Regions from separate parts of the Mus musculus genome. Here region 2 is linked to region 1. Evidence: chromatin contacts called from public HiChIP or PLAC-seq data. All regions are on one chromosome and are shown on one strand. The core of a region is the stretch at or near the end of the contact, and the rest is flanking DNA. Distances in the headings are between cores, read along the strand shown.

The links. HiChIP or PLAC-seq counts read pairs in DNA pulled down with a chosen protein or histone mark.
Region 2: a BATF HiChIP or PLAC-seq map of CD8 T cells shows a contact between it and region 1, with 9 read pairs. The contact joins two enhancer-like sites. A contact is called at or near these places in 1 of 15 datasets of contacts at CTCF or cohesin (CD8 T cells), 3 of 484 Hi-C or Micro-C datasets (CD4 T cells, CD8 T cells and nephron progenitors) and 2 of 115 datasets of contacts at active chromatin or transcription factors (CD8 T cells and memory CD8 T cells).

Annotation. Positions count from the first base shown.
Region 1 is chr15:61,406,879-61,411,645 of GRCm38.p6, forward strand. No RefSeq gene overlaps it. Among named protein-coding and RNA genes, the nearest start is that of Gm24696, 51 kb to the left of the region's middle. Within about 2 kb of position 1,948, at least 15 of the 459 cell types and tissues checked have an H3K27ac peak or open chromatin away from gene starts, as enhancers often do. A contact at or near this core is called in CD8 T cells and memory CD8 T cells, where this site is marked.
Region 2 is chr15:61,480,707-61,485,473 of GRCm38.p6, forward strand. No RefSeq gene overlaps it. Among named protein-coding and RNA genes, the nearest start is that of Gm24696, 130 kb to the left of the region's middle. Within about 2 kb of position 2,560, at least 19 of the 459 cell types and tissues checked have an H3K27ac peak or open chromatin away from gene starts, as enhancers often do. A contact at or near this core is called in CD8 T cells and memory CD8 T cells, where this site is marked.

The DNA.
Region 1 (4,767 bases), core at 698-3,197:
GGTATTCTGAGTTTCTGGGCTAATATCCACTTATCAGTGAGTGCATATCAGGTGTGTTCTTTTGTCATTGGGTTACCTCACTCAGGATGACATCCTCCAGATCCATCCATTTGTCTAAAAATTTCATAAATTCATTTTTTAATAGCTGCACAGTACTCCATTGTGTAAATGTACCCCATTTTCTATATCCATTCCTCTGTTGTGGGACATATGGGTTCTTTCCAGCTTTTGGGTATAATAAATAAGGCTGCTATGAACATAGTGGAGCATGTGTCCTTATTACATCCTGGAGAATCTTCTGGATATATGCCCAGGAAAGGTATTGCTGGATCCTCTGGTAGTACTATGTCCAATTTTTCGAGGAACTGCCACACTGATTTCCAGAGTGGTTGTACCAGCTTGCAATCCCACCAGCAATGGAGGAATATTTCTCTTCCTCCACATCCTTGCTAGCATCTGCTGTCACCTGAGTTTTTGAACCCACACACTTGTTGTCACTTGATCTTTGACAAAGGAGCTAAAACCATCCAGTGGGGAAAAAAAGACAGCATTTTCAATAAATGGTGCTTGCTCAACTTATGGTTAGCATATAGAAGAATGGGAATTGATCCATTCTTATCTCCTTGTACAAAGTTCAACTCTAAGTGGATTAAGGTACTCCACATAAAACCTGAAACACTGAAACTTATAGAGGAGAAAGTGGGGAAGAGCCTGGAACATATGGGCACAGGGGAAAACTTCCTTAACAGAAAATCAATGCCTTGTACTGTAAGATCAAGAATTAACAAATGGGACCTTATAAAATTGCAAAGTTTCTGTAAGGCAAAGAACACTGTCAATAAGACAAAAAGGCCACCAACAGATTGCAAAAAGATTTTTATCAATCCTAAATCTGATAGAGGACTAATATCCAATATATACAAAGAATTCAAGAAGTTAGACTTCAGAAATCCAGAAAACACTATTAAAAATGGGGTACAGAGATAAACAAAGAATTCTCAACTGAGGAATACTGAATGGCTGAGAGGCACCTGAAAAAATGTTCAACATCCTTAGTCATCAGGGAGATGCAAATAAAAACAAGTCTGAGATTCCACCTCTCACCAGTCAGAATGACAGACCTTTTTCAGAAGTTCTGTAATTAAAGGGACTCTTTTTTCTTCTCTCACCAAATGCAAAGCGAAAGCTCCCTCGGACCTTCCCTATCAGACCTTGTTACAGCTACAGGACACAGAACTCACAAAGTACACATCTTACTTTTACTTCATCTTCTAAGGTCTTTCTCTCAAACACGTCTACAGCCCAGCTTCTGTCACTTCATCAATTCTAAATTCAGCTTCTTCTATGCTGGCACCAGTTTCCATGGGTGCTGAAGCTCAAAGGTCTCTGTTTCTGCCATTTGTGCCTTTCTACCAGTTGTCTCCAATGTGAGAAGCCATAACCACATTACGGCTTTATCATGTGGATTTAAAAATGTGTGACAATATTATTTTGTTCATATCTTGTGTAGGTGGGTTGAAGTGGTAACCTCTAAGTTGCATACATATAACCAGAAACTACAAGTTCACCAATGTTGTCTTCAAAATTCTAATAAAAGACCTTGTGGCAAGCACAACTTTCACAGGTATGAAAACTGGGATTCCAAGAAATGTAGCGATAGGCACTTAATTACTAAATACAGATCCACAGTTCAATCAGTCTAACTTAAGGCAGTGCTCTTGAACATTAGAAAAACTGACCTTCTTTTCACACTTTAGAAGTCTAAAGGGCCCATAAATAGGGTTGAAGTAAAGACTATTAATTGATTTTTCTAGAAGGAAGGCTATGGGAAGGAATGCTTAGATAGAAGATTGTGAACTTCATGAAGAAGTTTAAAACCACTACCGAGACATCAAAGAGATGTATCATCTCTTCCTGGAAATAGTTCATCATCTTCTGAGGGCCCCACCCTAAAGACCACAGGTAACTTCCTCCTGTACAGGCTTCTTTACAAGCAATTTGCCACTTCTTGTTCTCCTGTAGGCCATAATGGAGTTCTTTTGGGGCCTAATAACTGTAACCAAGTAGGTTATTTCTTTGATCTTGAGAATGCATTGCTTCCAAAATGCTCTTGCAACATCAAATTTGTTCCATTTTCATGCCACTGTGGTCTGAGCCACCACTTTCTCACTCTTGATATCTGCAGACATGTCTAAGGTGGTTTTCCTCCATTAATTCTTGTCATTTCCCAATCCATGCTCCATCCAAAACAGAGCTTTACAAGCTGTGAATCTGCTCCACTCTTTTCATTACATAACACCCTGGTTCTATTAGTTTTATTGAAAATCCAAATAGTTAAGAAGAAGAATTTTCAATGTCCCTATGATAAGAGAGAGCATGGTGAATCACAAAGCATAAAATTATGAATGGGGGAGACCAGCAGAGGTTTGAGGGATGATAGGACCTATGTGTGTTTGTGTGTGTTCATGTATGTACATCAAATGAATGACAGTATTTGACTATATAGTGACCTATGGCAGTAAATGAGAGTTCTACTCATTCTTTTCGTGTTCTACAAAAGACCTACTCATGCTTCATACTGAAACTCATGAAGTGACCTAATAACTGTAACCAATTTTTCTTGACCTTCTAAGCATTTTTGACTTTTTGATCTTTTGAATAACTTAATAATTGAGGTGAAATCTTCTGGGAAGTGTTTTCTGAGAGCACAGAGGCTATGTTACAGAGATAGCCAAAGTTGTACCTTGTGCTGTGGCTGGACTTGGTAATGTGTAAGAGTCACCCAGGTGGTACTGGTTTTGAAGGCATGAAGGGGTCATGAAGAACAGCTGAGGCTTGGTACTATGAGAGGCCAAGGAAGGCTATTGGTGAAGGTGCAGCCTCAGTTGCAATTGATGGCCCAGGACTGAAGGAGTCATGCAAAGGAGTTGAGGCTTGGCACCATGAAGAGAGCCTATGAGAGGCTATTAGTAAAGCCTAGTTGCAGCAGAAGACAACAGTGTTTTGGAGATGCTAGTGCCATGAGATGACCACCAAAAACAGCAGCAACAGTGGAATACAGGCATTGGAAGCCTAGGAGACAAGGTGTGTGCTACAAAGGGCAGAGCTGAAGAAGTGATCCAAGCCCTTGGAGGAATCCAGAAGATCGTGAGTGGATCCCAGACATTGCACAGTTGGAGTTTGATTTTGCTTTTGATTGTGACTGTGCCCTGATGCTTTTCCCTCTCGAAGGAAGAAAGTATTTTAGTGTAGCCCACCGTTAAGATACTTTGAATTTTTAAAAGACTCTGAATTTTAAAAGATATTAGGAATTTAAAGGGATGGAACTTTTAGTATGTACAGACTGTGGGACTTTTAAAGTTATTTAGATATTACTGCCAGCAGCCTAGCCAAATATATCTTCTTACTTGGAAAAGCATCATAGAGAACTACTCAACATTGCTTCTCCCTCATAACTTTTGTTTCCTGAATTCTGGTCCCTATAAGCTAGGCAGTGTGAACCTATCTGAACTCACCTTTTCTTTTCATTCCAGTAATTTGCCTTCCTTTTGGCTTCTTAAACAGTCAAAGACACTCTGACCTTAAGGTCTTCATCATTGTGATTCGTTCTTAGAATGCTCTTTTTCCAGATGCCCACATATTTCTTTATTGTATCATTTAGGCCTTGGCTCAAATGCCAGACATCCCTGATCATGTTATCAAATGGTTTAGCACCACACTATTCTTTTTCCAATTATTTTTCTTTAATTTTCCCCCATACATCCTTGCATTTGACAGAAAATTTACTTAAGAAATATTTGATACTTGTGAGTAAAAGATTATCAACTCTTAGAAATCTATAGATTTATAAACAAGTGTTCTTCAACATTGTGTTCCTTCTGAAAACTGGAATCTAATTTATAAAAGATAGTGTAAGGTATTCAAACATTTTAAATTACAGAATTACTAGAAGAATGAATGAATTCAGGATTGGGTCACACACTGGCCACCGGGGAGAGGTTTTAAATGGTACAGTGAAAAAACTCTGCAAATATGAGACAAGGTTATTTGCTACCTAGGGCAGTCATCTTGGAAAAAAAGAGGTTAACACTCCAGTTTTGAGTAGTCTAAGAGTTGATTCAGTGAAGGAGGATCTGAAAGTTTCAAGAGACCTTTCCTGAGTTTAAAAGATAGACCTTTAGGACATGTCAGGTATACCTCATTCCCGAATGTTTGAGCTTCTGATTTTTATCATGCTTCTCTTGATAATCAGCTTTAGACAGTGTTTAGTGCACTCAAGTAGCTCCATGCAGCTCCTGAAGGGCAGTCTTCTCTGGAAACAGCCATGTCCATTGTATACATGGACGTTTCCAAGTTGGGTTTGGTTTTATCAGAAGATTTGACTGAAGTAGTCAAGGGAAGTAGTCAAGGTTTCTGTTGGTGCCTGGAGGAACTGTATTAGTCTATTACAGAGTGTTTATGTACCTCAGGATGTTTTATTATGACTTTGGTTCAACTTCGATGTCCCATTTTGCTGATCCACCTGAAATACAAATGGTAAACAACTGCTTCAACTCTGGATGCTGCCTCACCTCCAACTCTGCAAGAAGCTGATCCATAATGATGTGAGTGAAGCATTAGGTTCCAAGAGACTGAACCTGAGATGGATTGATGTTAAGCTGGAAAATAAATGGAGGATAGAGGGGATATCGTTCAAATGTCAGAGAACATTTAAAAAAAAAAAAAAAGGTGCGTCTGCTTTGTATGCAAGAAAAGCAGATGAAAAGA
Region 2 (4,767 bases), core at 1,310-3,809, 74 kb after region 1:
ACACACACACATATATAGAAAGAGAGAGAGAGAGAGAGTGTGTGTGTGTGTGTGTGTGTGTGTGAGAGAGAGAGAGAGAGAGAGAGAGAGAGAGAGAGAGAGAGAGAGAAGAAAGAGTAGCTCTGCCAGATCCCAGTTCCCTCAAGAGATTAAATAAAATTAGAGGGATTTCAGAAGGGCAAAGTAGTGGATGATCCTTTTCAGTGAATAATAGATTCTCATATCATGCAGTACAGTTTTTTTTTTTTTGGAGCCCTACACATACCCCTGAGCTGTTATTATACCTGAGATGCAAGCCTAACCCCTAGCACTATAGTCCTTTCCTAAAATGTTGGGATGTGTTTGCCCATATGATGCAGGTGAGCAAGTCCTACCTAATTCTAGTGTAGGAACTAACTCTTCTCAGTTAGTAGATTTAAGCTGGATTCTATATGTTGATGAATACATATCTCAATTCCTTCACACACACCCCAAGTTTGATAACTCTGAGGTGTATACACCAAGAACTTTGGTTTTTAGCAGAGTTGGGCTCCAGTTACTTGAATCAATAATTTGGCTTAAAAATATACCCTGTATTGATTTCCTGCCATTCTCTGTGACCATTCTCCAGGTATCTATCTTATATACTAGAAAGGCTTAAAATTTTAATTTTAAGTCAGAAACAGACAGAAGGGATGGAAAAAGGAGGGAGGAGAAGAAAAGGAAGGAAGGCAGGAAGGCAGGAAGGCAGGAAGGCAGGAAGGCAGGAAGGCAGGCAGGCAGGCAGGCAGGCAGGCAGGAAGGAAGGAAGGAAGGAAGGAAGGAAGGAAGGAAGGAAGGAAGGAATAAGGAAGGGAAGGGAAATCGGCTGCACTATCTTTAGAAGCACTTAATTAAAAATGCAAGAACAATTTCGGAGGCGATCCAGGAATAAAATGACTATATTGAAGAATCCATGGGTAACCTGCAAGGTTTTTTGATTGCTACGTCAAATCATCATGTTTCATTTGGAAACAACCTACCCTGTGAATAAAGGGGAATTTTAAGCCCTTACTTGAGATTGTGAAATATATAGCGACAAAATAGAGTTCTCTATAGAACTACATTCAGTGGTATTTTTCTAGCCATAAAATGTGTGACTGTTCACCTTCACTTTTGAAGTAATACAATCATATAAAATGAAATTCTCTGGTTCTGTTCTTCCGCTGCTGGGGAAGGACTCAAGGTCACAAAAGCGTATTATCTCCTTGGACCTGAGTAAATGTCAACACTTACCATCCACCCAGGCAGAAAAGGAGCCTTCACAAGGGAGCCCAATAAAGCAAAGCAACACATGGCTGCCCTGAAGAAGTAGGTGAGAGGGTGCCGTCATCTGAAGTTCTTTGTGTCGGTTTGGACGCATGCCCAGTACACAGAAGTGTAAAGGAAGTGATTTCTCTCAAAATAAACACATCACTCAAGAAAGATAAAGAAAATAACTATTTCGTCCTTTGATGTGTGAACGAAAGCATGTCATGTGGAATTTATTCTCATGAAGTGTCTTTATGTCCCCTTAGGTTCTTTTCTTCCATCTCACACATAAAAAGAGTAAAAACAGACAAGATTTGTTAAGTGCTAATTATGTGCTCTGTTCATTTAAATAATTGCATTTACTTATCCCTAGAAATATAATCGGTCCCATGTTTGTTGTCAAAATATTACAGGTAAAAAAATCTCTAGTGTCCCACACAGTTAGCATGTCATCACAGCAGTACACTCAGATTTCATGAATCAAGTAATCCAAGCTAAAAGAGGGTAAATAGGCTAGCTGGCCCTCACATCACTCTGAGAGGCAGCTTCCCTGGCTCCAGTGGGGAGCAACAACTGGATAGCAAAGGCACCAAAACTCTATATTTAAAACAGTGGACTGCTATTTCTCAAATGCTCACAGAGCACTTCAGTAGTTTTGCTGAGCCCAGCTTAGCTCACGAATGTATATATAAGCAATCCTAGGTTGGCTAGACAGCACTGTCAATCTTATTTGTACTCACATGTTTTAGGGCCACGTGACAACTGGCTGACCTAAGATGTCCTTGGGTGAATGAACTGGGCTCAGCTTTACTTGATCTCATTCTTTTGATAGCCAGTCTAGGCTTGTTTTCATAGCAGTGATATGTTTCCAAGAAAGAAGAAAAAATTGTCACTTGAAGTCAAAGCCCCATTGTTCTGTGTATGACCATACATTGGCTAAAGAAAGTTACATGTCTACTTTGAACTTTAGAGGCAGGCAGGGTCCTGTGTCTTGATGAAGGGACTATATAAATTCATGTTTTTAAAAATGACACATGTACCCAGGAAGGATACAGAATGTCAATCAACCCACTGTTGATGTTTTTATTTCTATACATGCTTTTTTTTCCCCATCCTAACACATGTCTCTCAAAGATCTGTAAGTACTCTCTGCTTTGTTTTCCTGAGCCAATGGATTGGAGAGAGAATAGATGTACTGTCAATTCTAAGAGACATCCTTGAGCCCTCCAAATAGTGTTAGTCATCTTTCCATCACTATGACAACACCCTTTTCCTAGAAATACCATCCAAGGAGAAGATGCTTTTTGTGGCTTACAGTTTGAGAGGTGTGGGGCCATAGTCAGCATGCTCTGGTACTTTAGGCCTCTGGTTGGCAATACATCATGGCAGGAAGCATGCAGATTTTCTCCCATCATAATAGAGAAGAGAGAGGAAGAGGAGTGGGGGGGGGGAATAGGAAGAGAGATGGAGGTGCTGACATTCTTTCCAAGGGCACACCCTCATAAATTACTTACTTAAATATGTTACTTATATAAAATACTTCCATTATTCCTACCATCTCCTGACCGTTCACCATGTCTCAAAAGGCTGGGAAACAAGCTTTCAAGAATGAAGGACATGTGTGGTCCAAACAATAAATTAACTCCATCCCAAAGGCAACTTTTCCAGGTTCCCTAGAGATCAGCATCCAGATACCACATAGGTCCCAGGATAGGAGCTTACCTCTTTGTAAAGCAGGCTGCTACATTGTTTTTCTATCACTGATCGAAATACCCCTCCCCCAATCATTTTTCATGTGCTCTGAAGCAAACAAAAATAGGAAATTTTTCTTTTATGTGACAATCATTTTATAGGCCATATCACCTGCTGATATCTTGATATTTTTATTGTTTTATAAACCAAAATTTAAATGTTCTTCAGATAGTAGCAATATGAAGAAACTTTATTGTATGTATACACAGTGCCAGTGTTCTTCCAAATTCTGCAATTCAAAGCCATTTGTGTACTGTGCAACCTGCCTCACTAGTGTGGATGTCAACATTCCTGTAGCTACATTGACCTAGGCATTCTGCTTCAGTTAATACAGCCAAGCCTATCTTGTCTCTGCTTCTTCCCTTTGAAACTACACTTCCTTATTACTGCATTAAATTGAACTTGGTTTCTCATTCCCATAATTATTTGGAATGTGACATACATGTCCATAGTAGTATGTTTTTAGAGGCAAAAAAAAAAAAAAGAAAAAAGAAAACAAAAATCCCAGCTATGTGTCTGCCTTTGTCCTTCTATCAGTTCCTTTATAAGTTTGGTCTTATCTTTACAGAATGTGGCAGTAAACAATTCTGTCAGTTTTTCTCCTATACCCTGGTATCTGGAAGGCTCTCTGGGACTGAGGGAAAATGAAAGGGATCTATAGCACTTTAAAGCCAAGGAGCATCTAGCTTCCATGCCATGGTTTATTGCAGACTTTCTTGACATGCAGACATCTTATTCAGACCTCAACATCCTTGCCCACAACATCTTGTGCTGCTGTGACCACCAATCCTTAGTTCTTCACTTTTTTCAGAGGATGCACCTTGCCTGTAAGCTTTCACTAGATCTCCCTGTTCTCTAGTGCCAGTCTATACAACACAGGCATCTATGCTGTAGGTAGGTAGCAGACTGACTTAGTCACATTTGTACCCCTGCTGTTAGTTGCTACACAGTGAGTTCTAGCCACTCTGACTATCTCTACTCATTCTCCTTGGGGTTGAGGAGAATACGCTTACAGGACAAACTTTGTCCTAGGATGCAGGCAGCCAAGTTCTGATTCTTAAATTGTGTGAATCAGATTAGACTCTGACGTTGTAAGAAAACATTCAACACCAATGGCTAAGAGAGAACTCAAATAGGCCCAAAGTGCCCATGAGGTCTCCAGGTTTGATTCCTAAATTCTTCCCCAGCATTCTGATGGCTCTAGAAGCCATGCCTGAGTTGCCCATTATCAGACCCAGTACTCTCCCTAATATATAATCAGCTTTGTGACTTTGATTGAAGTCATGTGGCCTCTTTTTAGTGCATTCTGTTTGCTCTGTGTTGCTTTAATGCATTCTGTTGCATTCTGTTTGCTCTGTGTCCGTTTCAGCACATCAGAAGCATGCACTTTCACATCATTGTCTCCGTATATTTTTAAAAGAAATATGTATCCTAAAGCTAAAAACACTCATCTCCCTGTCATCAGACTGGCTATCTTCATCACAGAAGACAATGGTCGTGGCTTATATTTTCGAGAGGCAGAAAAGTAAGTAAAAAAAGGAACTCGGGCATCAGGGCTTCCAGATGAGTCAACAATGCTGAATCTTTTCTTCCAACACATATATTGACAGTTGAACAGCTGAGACCTAACAGGAGCATCCACAATGCTAAGGAAGTTGGCAGATAGGGCTAGAATAGCAATCAGATGCCTGCTATTTCCACAGAGTCACATCACCTTCCTTCTCTATCCTTGCTAGACTTTGGGAT